Linked DNA regions of Rattus norvegicus: region 1 is linked to region 2. Evidence: chromatin contacts called from public Hi-C data. All regions are on one chromosome and are shown on one strand. The core of a region is the stretch at or near the end of the contact, and the rest is flanking DNA. Distances in the headings are between cores, read along the strand shown. Region 1 holds the start of Rae1 (ribonucleic acid export 1). Region 2 has its middle 15 kb from the start of Bmp7.

The links. A called contact is a pair of places that touch in the nucleus more often than the background predicts.
Region 1: a contact with region 2 is called in a Hi-C map of Schwann cells, with 2.0 times the contacts expected there. The contact joins the promoter of Rae1 here to the enhancer-like site in region 2. A contact is called at or near these places in 2 of 12 Hi-C or Micro-C datasets (the A7r5 cell line and Schwann cells).

The regions. Positions count from the first base shown.
Region 1 is chr3:182,196,052-182,200,667 of GRCr8, forward strand. It overlaps Rae1 (ribonucleic acid export 1), which reads left to right and starts at 1,551. Exons shown (of 12, transcript NM_001033708.1): 1 at 1,551-1,650; 2 at 3,862-3,956; 3 at 4,514-4,616. The coding sequence starts at 3,867. It overlaps LOC134486500 (a long non-coding RNA gene), which reads right to left and starts at 1,248. Exons shown (of 2, transcript XR_010065538.1): 1 at 180-1,248; 2 at 1-21.
Region 2 is chr3:182,148,189-182,152,914 of GRCr8, forward strand. No RefSeq gene overlaps it. Among named protein-coding and RNA genes, the nearest start is that of Bmp7, 15 kb to the left of the region's middle. Within about 2 kb of position 3,108, at least 6 of the 93 cell types and tissues checked have an H3K27ac peak or open chromatin away from gene starts, as enhancers often do. A contact at or near this core is called in Schwann cells, where this site is marked.

The DNA.
Region 1 (4,616 bases), core at 301-2,800, 46 kb after region 2:
TCCACTGTTGTAGTGAGGTCCCTTAAAACAAGAAACCAGTGGTCAGTTTTCATTCCATTGTTCTGTAACCCTGTTCCTCCCTTAAATTTTAAAAAACTGCTTGTTTTGGAGTCAGAGCCTTACTGTGTAGCTCTGACTGAACTAGAACACAGAGACCCACCGCCTCTGCCTCTACCTACTGAGTGCAAGGATTGGAAGGCCTGTGGTTGCCCAATGAGGAAACTAATTTCGTAGTAACCAATCACATTTTGTTCTTCCTTAATAGCATTCGGCCTTTGTCTCTCTAAAATTGCGTTCCCTGATTGGTTCATTGGAATCCCCATTCTGGAATCTAGCTAATTGTGTCGTCATCTCGTCTGACACCTTAAACACTCTATATGGAAGGTATCATAAAGCAAGTCTTTTGTGTGTGTGTGTGTGTGTGTGTGTGTGTGTGTTTCAGGCCAGCTTAATACTGACCAGTACATGGGGTTCAGTAATTAAGAGTACTTGTCGGGGTTGGGGATTTAGCTCAGTGGTAGAGCGCTTGCCTAGGAAGCGCAAGGCCCTGGGTTCGATCCCCAACTCCGAAAAAAAGAACCAAAAAAAAAAAAAAGAGTACTTGTCGTTCTTGAAGAGGGCCTTGGTTCGGTTCCCAGTACCTGCATGATGGTTTTGACTATCTATAACTCCAGTTCCAGGGGATCCTATACCGTTTTCCGGCCTCCGCATGCATGTGGTGCATGCATATACATACAGGCAGGGAAAACATCCATGAACGGAAATAAATCTTACACATCCCAGGGAGTAAGCACCGTTTTCTTTATCGTTCCGCTCAGGATGTTCCAGGTAGGCAGCCTCTTAGAGGACAGCGCTGGACTTGAGCTGGTGAATCCATTTTTTTTTCTATTCTTTTTTTCGGAACTGGGGACCGAACCCAGGGCCTTGAGTTTGCTAGGCAAGCGCTCTACCGCTGAGCCAAATCCCCAACCCCCATTTTTATTTTATGTATATGACTATGTTGCCTGAACACGTTTAAGCACCACTGCGTGCAATGCCCATAGAAACCAGAAGAGGGCGTCAGTTCTCCAGGAACTGGCGTTAGTTCTCTTGGAGCTGCGAGTCGTCCAATGGATGCTAGGAATAGAACCTGGGTCTTCTCCAAGCCTCTGCTCTTAGCCACTGAGCCATCTCTTCAACTCACAACAATAAATATGATGATACACAAGTGAAAACAACGCCCTCGCTCAACTAGTTGCCTGGCAACCGTGCCCTCGACTTTCCACCAACCCACAAACTGCTGGCATAAAGACTTCCTCTCGACCTCAGCAGGGCTTCTGCGCATGTGCGGCCGCCTTGAGACAGGCGGAACGTCGTCCCCTGACGCTTTCCGGGCAGTCCCGGAAGTGGCTTGTAGCGCATGCGCTGTGCTTCTGTGGTAACTGGGCAGTTTCCACCGGTTTAAGACGACTGCGAGGTCTGGGGTCTCCTTGCTGCGCCCCCTCCGCCCCGCGCCAGAGCAGGCTCGTGGCTTCGGGCCCCGCCGCGTGCGCAACCCTCAGGCGGCCGCGCGCCCCCGTCCCCGCCAGCCGCGCTCCCTCAGGAAAGCCCCCGGCCCGCGTGGGGAAAACTGAGTCCCTCTCTGCAGCCGGACCCTGTGCGCTCCGCCAGGTAGGCCGGGACTTTCCGCGTGCGCACCCTGCTCAAGCCACGAAGATGGGGAGACGGTGGGGGAGACGTGGCAGGTGGCGGCAGTGCCCGTGGCCTGCGCAGACGGGAGGGGCGCGGCCGAGCCGGCGGGCGTGGACAAGCACTCGGGCGGTGGAGGGTTGGGAGTTCAAAACCAGTCTGAGCTAACAGTGAGTGCCCAGCCAGCCTGGGCTGCATGAGTCCTTGTTTGAGAAAGCATCCCTCAGAGGTACTTGAGGTGGAGAGATGGCTTCACTGGCCTTCCAGAGGTGGGGCAGCCCACAGCCGCCTGTTCACTGCAGCTGCAGCAGATCCGATGCCCCCTTCTGGCCTCGGTGGATACCACACTCCCATGCTCATACCCGTACGATGATCTAAAACTAAAACAAATTATACAGTAGCTTGCTACCTCAAGCACACACTGGGGGTCCTTTTGTTTCATAACCCCAGGGGGGAAGAATTAATGTTTCTGGTTTAAAGGTGGGAAAATCAAGATGAATTCACATTCCCAGGGTACACGGCTGTGCAGAAGCCCTGTCCTTCCTGGCTCATCCAAGCAGGAAACCTGCCTGTCTGCACATCTCCCTACCTGTACAGACAGGCTTGTAGTCATCAACGCTGAGAGTGAGCGGCTCCCAAGTCGTTTTCGGAGATGTGAATGTGCTCCCTACATCTGTTTTGAAGTCAGCAGATGTCAAATGCGTTCCCAAAGTTCCTCACACTTTCCTCTTTCTGTGAGGAGGCGGCCCTCATTAGGCAGTGGATGGCTGAGGTGTTAGCCTCACCTAGGAGAGGTGGCGGATTTGGTGGAATTCTGGGTTTTAAGAATCTGCTTTTTAGTAACAGCTCGAAGTGTGGCAGAAGCACGTGTGTCTGGAGTTACAGTGCACAGGCAGTTTCCTTGGCAACAACACAGTTTATTACGTTCAGTGCTAGACCGTGCACATTTTTCTCTTTGGTAGACCAGGCTGTCCTCAGACTTGTGTACAATCAGGGATGGCCTGCTCCTCCCGACCCTGCCTCCCAAGTTACAGAGGTCACCTGTGCCATCTCACCTGACTAACCCTAAACTGTCTGTGTATGTCGTTGTGTGTGTGGCCACGCATGACACTGTCCACGTGTGGTTTTCAGAGGACAGCTTTGAGTTCTCTGGGGATCACACTCATGTCTCCAGGCTTGTGCACCGGGGGTCTTCGCTGTCTGAGCCGACCGGCCAGCCCCAGAGCAGGCCTGGAGAGTGCGTGCTGCGTTTTCACCACAGCTGGAAGCTGAAGCATGGCAAGTGAGTGGCAGGTGGGCTGGCAGACTGCCACGCTCAAGAAAGCACAGTGCCGACTCTCGATGGCTCCAAGTCTACACTGTCACACCAGGCCTTCAGTACTCAGTGGACCAACGTGGATTGCTTGAGACAAGCTTTCTCTGTGTAGCCCTGGCTGTCCTGAAACTCACTCTGTAGACCAGGCTGGCCTCAAACTCTCAGAGGTCCTCCTGCCTCTGCCTCACAAATGCTGGGATTAAAGGCATGGGCCACCACTGCCCGGCATGGGCTGCTTTTCCTAAAGCCTTGAGAAATTGTGGAACACCTGTCGGGACTGGTCGTTCTTTCTAGGTAGCTTCATGCAGACATCCACCTAAAATAGCGTAGAAAGGGAGCCACCAAGAGTGGGCCCTGGGCACAGGAGGCCCTCCCGCCTACTGCCAGGTGCCTAGTGTGCAGTTCTGACCCTGGAGAGTGGTACCTCTTTCCCAACTGCTGAGTGAAATGCTGTAGTAGATCTGCGTTGGTGCCATAATGCTGGCAAGGGCATCCTTCCATAGAGTAGAGGAAAGTAGATGTAGGAGAGTCTGCCTTCATAGCTTCCAGAGGCTAAAAATGCTGTACAAGTAATTGTGTGTATTTGGGGGGAAGAGGGGCAGACAGACAGACAAGCTCTGTGTATCCCTGCCTGGCCTGGAACTTAGTATGCAGACTAGGCTGTTCTCATACTCAGAGATCTACCTGCCTTTGCCCAAGTGTTCAGATTATACTATGCTGGGCAGAAAAGCTCCTTCTATTAGGGATTCTGCTCGTGACATACTTAAATTCTCTTCTGAAGAGCAAGTGGCTTAGCATCACAGTACTAGTTTCTGCTATGTACTTTGTACCACCTACGGAGGGCCTGTTCTTAACGTTTCCCACTTTGTGTTTTCCAGCCAACATGAGTCTGTTTGGAACAACCTCTGGTTTTGGGACTGGTGGGACCAGCATGTTTGGGAGCACAACCACAGATAACCATAACCCAATGAAGGTAACACACACACACACACACCCCACCCTACCCCCCGTAGGGCACACAGAGAGCCACGGAGCCTCTGTTGGGTGAAGAGAAGTGTGTGGCTTGAGGGATCTCATGGGATGAAGCTGAGGAACACTGGCACACAAAGCTCATCCTCGCAGAATCAGGGTCCCATCCTCACTTGAGCTCATCACAGCTACCAAGCCCCCTGTGAGAGCCAGAGCTTCCCCAGGTCAGCTTGCTGTATAATTTAGTGTGACTCTCACAGCAGCCCTGGAGAATGTCCGCTGTTCTCTGGACTGCAGGAAGTCGAGGACCGGGATGGGATGAGGCAGCTCGGCTGCCTCGTGTAAGTGCTGCCTTGGTACCTGGCTTTTAGCACATTGCTAAGCCTGCAGCTCTAGTATTTTCCTTGACTTGTGTATTGCTCTTGTGTTTGATCAAAGTAAGGAAAGGTCAGATCCAGTTGGGTCTCAAGGCAAAGAGAGATGAGCTTGAAGTGTTTAGTGAGGAAAAAAGGTACCCTATGGTGATGATGTGTACATTTTAACCCTGATGTTCCTCCCCAGGATATTGAAGTAACGTCTTCTCCTGATGACAGCATCGGTTGTCTGTCTTTCAGCCCACCAACCTTACCAGGGAACTTCCTTATTGCAGGATCGTGGGCTAATG
Region 2 (4,726 bases), core at 1,858-4,357:
AAGGAAGGAGGGATGATGAGACCCAAACCTAAGCCTGCCTCTATAACTTCAAAGCTTTTTTATCCTGTAGACACACACACACACACACACACACACACACACACGATAAATAATGAAATGACATGAATCCCATGCCAAAACAGGGCACCTTATCAGCAGAAGGAGTAAAAGATGTCTACTGACATCAGCAATCATCTCAGATGGTCCTTGGTTGACCATCACTGGGCTCAGCATTTGAATCAAGATTGCATGTAGCTGCAGCAGAGACCTCCCCATGGTAACTGACCAGAAAAGAACATGAAAGGTTTGAGTTTTGTTTTGTTTTGTTTTCCCCCTCAGGGTGCAGGAATTCTATGGGAAGGAAGTACAATACTCATCAATGCAGGTTCTCAAACAGTAATTACAAGTGCCTCCTTTTCTCAAGCTTCTCAGGAAGCTCGGCCTGTAGCAGTCCCAGCCTGTGGTCTGCAGTATAGTTACTCCAGTTTCAGGCACCACATCTCCCTTCCGTTCATTCCAGAGAATTAATGGAAGAAGGAAGGGCAGAAAGCATCTGCCAGCTGAGTCTGTCCTTCATCTTTAGGAAAGTGATTGCTAGCCTTTCCTGATGTCCACAGCTAGCACTACGTAGCTGCAAGAGAGTCTAGTAGAAAAGAAAACAGGGAGAATGAGACACCACCTGCAGCATAGCTGCAAGAGACTCTAATAGAAAGGAAAGCAGGGAGAATGAGACACCACCTGCAGCATAGCTGCAAGAGAGTCTAGTAGAAAGGAAAGCAGGGAGAATGAGACACCACCTGCAGCATAGCTGCAAGAGAATGTAGTAGAAAGGAAACTGGGGAGAATGAGACACAAGCTGCTGTCTCCACACATCTCAGGCTTAGACCAGCACATCCTCCTACATCCTTATAAGGTAGAGTGAACAGATGCCCCTAGACCTGGGCCCCATGAGCTGTAGTCTGAGAACTAAATGAGATGCCTTCTATAGTTTAATGAAGACATGTTACTGAAATATAGTGATGACCTCTGCTTACATATTATCTATGGCTACCTGATTTTCTATAGTACCAATGGAGAAGATGTGATAGAGAACCCCTCAGTCCCCAGAACTAAACACATGTACAGCCTAACCCTATAGACAGAAAGTGCTCACCCATGACAAGTCCCTGCTGCTTGGATTATGTCTGTGGGCCAGAAACAGTGACTTGCCATATGACCCAAGTGGCTTTATCAGACCATCCCACATTGTCCCATTCTCTGTAGAATATGCAGATTCACTTCAAGATAACCCATGGGGACTGATGATCGTGAATGGGGATGTTATATGATAGAATAGTCGCCACTATAGTCTCAAAGGCAGCATGCCCCAAGGAGGGAGCTTCTGAATCCTCCAGGGGAAGAATCCAGGTCCATTAATACATGCTACACAGGAGGCTGAGGCAGGAGAACCACAGGACTAGGGCTAGCCTGGGCTCCTGGTAAGTTGTAGGCTAGCCTGGGCAACTTAATAAGACCACCTCAAAATACAAACTAGAAAGAGGGCTAGGAACAGATTGCCCTGTGGAGTTTTGCTACTGGGAGTCACACTGGCCCTCTCTTAGGTGTCGCTGTCTCTCTGGAGGCTGAAAGTTCACCTAACAAGTGGTGGGGACAGCTGCTCCTTTTGGGCTCTCTAGCCAGTTTTCAGGGGTGTGTACTAAAGTTCTCCTCGGCCTGTGTGGGTTCTCTGTCCATCACAGACAGCTTGGAGTGGTTTTAGCCTAGCCACCAGCTCACATGGAAGCACTCTGAGCTGCAAGAGGTCCTATACTGTGACAATGACACACATTTTTGGAGACAAACACTCTAGAAATACAAACAAGGGATCCTAAGTTCATCAAAGTGAGCCCAGACCCAAGTTGTCCCCAAACCTCATCATTGCTAATACTGAAAGAAATCAATAAAATTAAAAACTAAGGGTTGGGGTTGGAGAGATGGCTCAGTGGTTAGGAGCACCGACTGCTCTTCCAGAGGTCCTGAGTTCAAATCCCAGCAACCACATGGAGGCTCACGACCGTCTGTAATGGGGTCTGATGCCCTCTTCTGGCCTGCAGGTACATGTGCAGATGGGGCACTCATAAATATAAAATAAATAAATCTTAAAAACGAAAAACAAAAACAAAATACTAGGAGCTGGAGAGATAGTTCGGAGATTAAGATCACTTAGTGCTTTAGCAGAGGACCTGGGTTCTAGTCCCAGCAGTTACAAACATCCTTAACTCCAGTTCTAGGGAACCAACACCTTCTGGTATTATAAGCAACACACACACACACACACACACACACACACACACACACACACACCACACACATACACACAGCACAAACACACACACACTCCACACACACACACACCACAAACACACACACCACACACACATACACACACATACACACCACACTCACACACACACATACACACGCCACAAACACACACACCACACACATACACACAGCACAAACACACACACTCCACACACATACACACACACCACACACACATACACACCACACACACACACACACACACACACACACACACACACACACACACTAAAACAAAAAAATTAAACCATAAAACATCCTCCATAACACAAGGCAGTACAGCCCCACTCCTTGGGGTTCTGAAATGCTTGCTTGCTGGGCTCTTTCAGGATGGGGACTGGGGAGACAGGCAGAGTAGCGTTCTCCAGGCCATGATCCTACCTGGGTCCTGAACAGGGCCTTCATACACACCCATGTGCCTCAAAGGATACTGGGGAGCCAGCATGAAAGCAACAAGCATCCCACTTTCAGAGAGCTCCAGGGGATTCTGAAGCCGTTCGCATCAGCCCCCTACCAAGGCCTCTACCTGGTCCAGTTTAGGATATAATTTTTCTACTCAGGATGAGACATTGAAGCCGGAGATGGGGAACCCACCGCTGGCTGCTTCCAAATCTGGGGCCCATCGGGTCCACTTTCAGCAGCAGAGACCAAACTGCAGCCAGGGAGACAATAAGAACAGACAGGCTTTTGTTCTGACTAAACTGCTTTTAATGGTTCCTTCCAGGCAAGCCCTGTGGAAGTCTCAACAAGGCTGCCATTGAACCATCCTGGAAGTGCCCAGTCGGGCAGAGCCAAGGAGCTGGGGAGGGCTGGGCCTTTGCTCCGCCTTGGTGGTCTGGCCACAAGGGAGGCTGCCTCTTTTGTTTGCTGTCTGATGGAAAGGGGGGAGGATGTCAGGCAGGCGGGACTGACCCACCGTTCTGTAATTAGTGCCTTTAAAGTGTCAGGAGCATCGCTTCTTGGCCTTTTGGCTAAGATCAAGTGTAAAGTGTCAGGAGCGCTCTCACTGCACAGGGCACACGGGCACTAGCATCTGCACGTGCACTGCTCCGTGACAGGAGATGTCTTCCAGGAGGGGACAGGGCTTTCCAGGAGCTCGGTAGTGATTCTACTCAGGGGTCAGGGCAGCACCTAAGCCGACATTCAGGAGCCACAGTTCAGACCCTTGCTTTTCATCTGGAGACTACCGCATTTACTGGACTCAAGTAGAATCCAGAAGAGAAGAAACAGACAGACGAATGCAAATTCTGACTTAATAACTGAGAACTGATGTGTTCACCAACACTCAGGGGTCCAGGCACTCCCATAATGAAATCCTGCGTGCCCCTAGTCAAACATCCTAAGAGGAAAGCTTGGGCCACAGAGCCCCTGCTCCCTGGCCCAGGAACTGTCCCCTTATGTCTTAAGCATCTCTAGGATTCTGCAGTGTCCCCAATGTGGGCCAGCTGAGCCAGGCACTAGGTCTCCAGGGCCATGTTTGTGATGTGCCCACAAGCAGCTCATCCTGACCAGTCCGTGGGGAACCTCCAGTATGGCTGTCATTCAATCCTCCTCTGACTGCAGGCATGGCTGGGTAGGGCTCAGTCTGCACAGGTGTGGGGTACAAGTGTGACTTACTTGTCTTTCGGATGAGTAAGTCAAGTGCCCCAGATGAGTCCGAAGGCCAAGCCAGTGACGTGCTAAGGCCAGCTGCCGCCCCTCAGCCAGCTGCTGCTCTGAGCTTTCCTGGAATCATTGGGATACTTTAGATAAACATAGCCCATCATGCCAGGGCACAGAGGAGACACTGGCACACAGGAGTGGTAAGGGACACTGTTCTAGAGTTTTGCCAGGGAGGGACACTTCCCAACCCAGCAGGCCACTGGTGACTTCAGGAGTAATATGTCCCAATACAGCACAAGACTGGTCCTCGGTAGGCTAAATTCTCTCCCCCATTCCTCCTTCCCTTCTCCCTCCCTTCCAGTTCTCCCTTCCTTCCAGCTTCTCACTCCCTTCCAGCTTCTCACTCCTTCTAGCTTCTCACTGCCTTCCAGTTTCTCCCTATGTGTTTCCTTCCTCCCTTCCTTTATCTTCCTTCTCCTTTCTTCCCTTCACTTTTAATTAAATAAGGACGGGATTCCTTTCCAGTGACCACGAGGGGTACAGTTTAATTAAACCTGAATTAATGTGTCCTTCCTGCCCCCCATGGTCACGCATGCCATGTTCGTTTGAGCTGCTCAGAGTGACTCTGGGGCAAATGAAGTTTCCACCAAATGCTTCTCATATTTTTCATACTTTCCCTCTCCCTGGAAAGGGTTTTTTGTTCAGTCACCTTTCTCTCTCCTTGTGGTCAACACTGAGTGACACAGCAAACCCCCCCCCC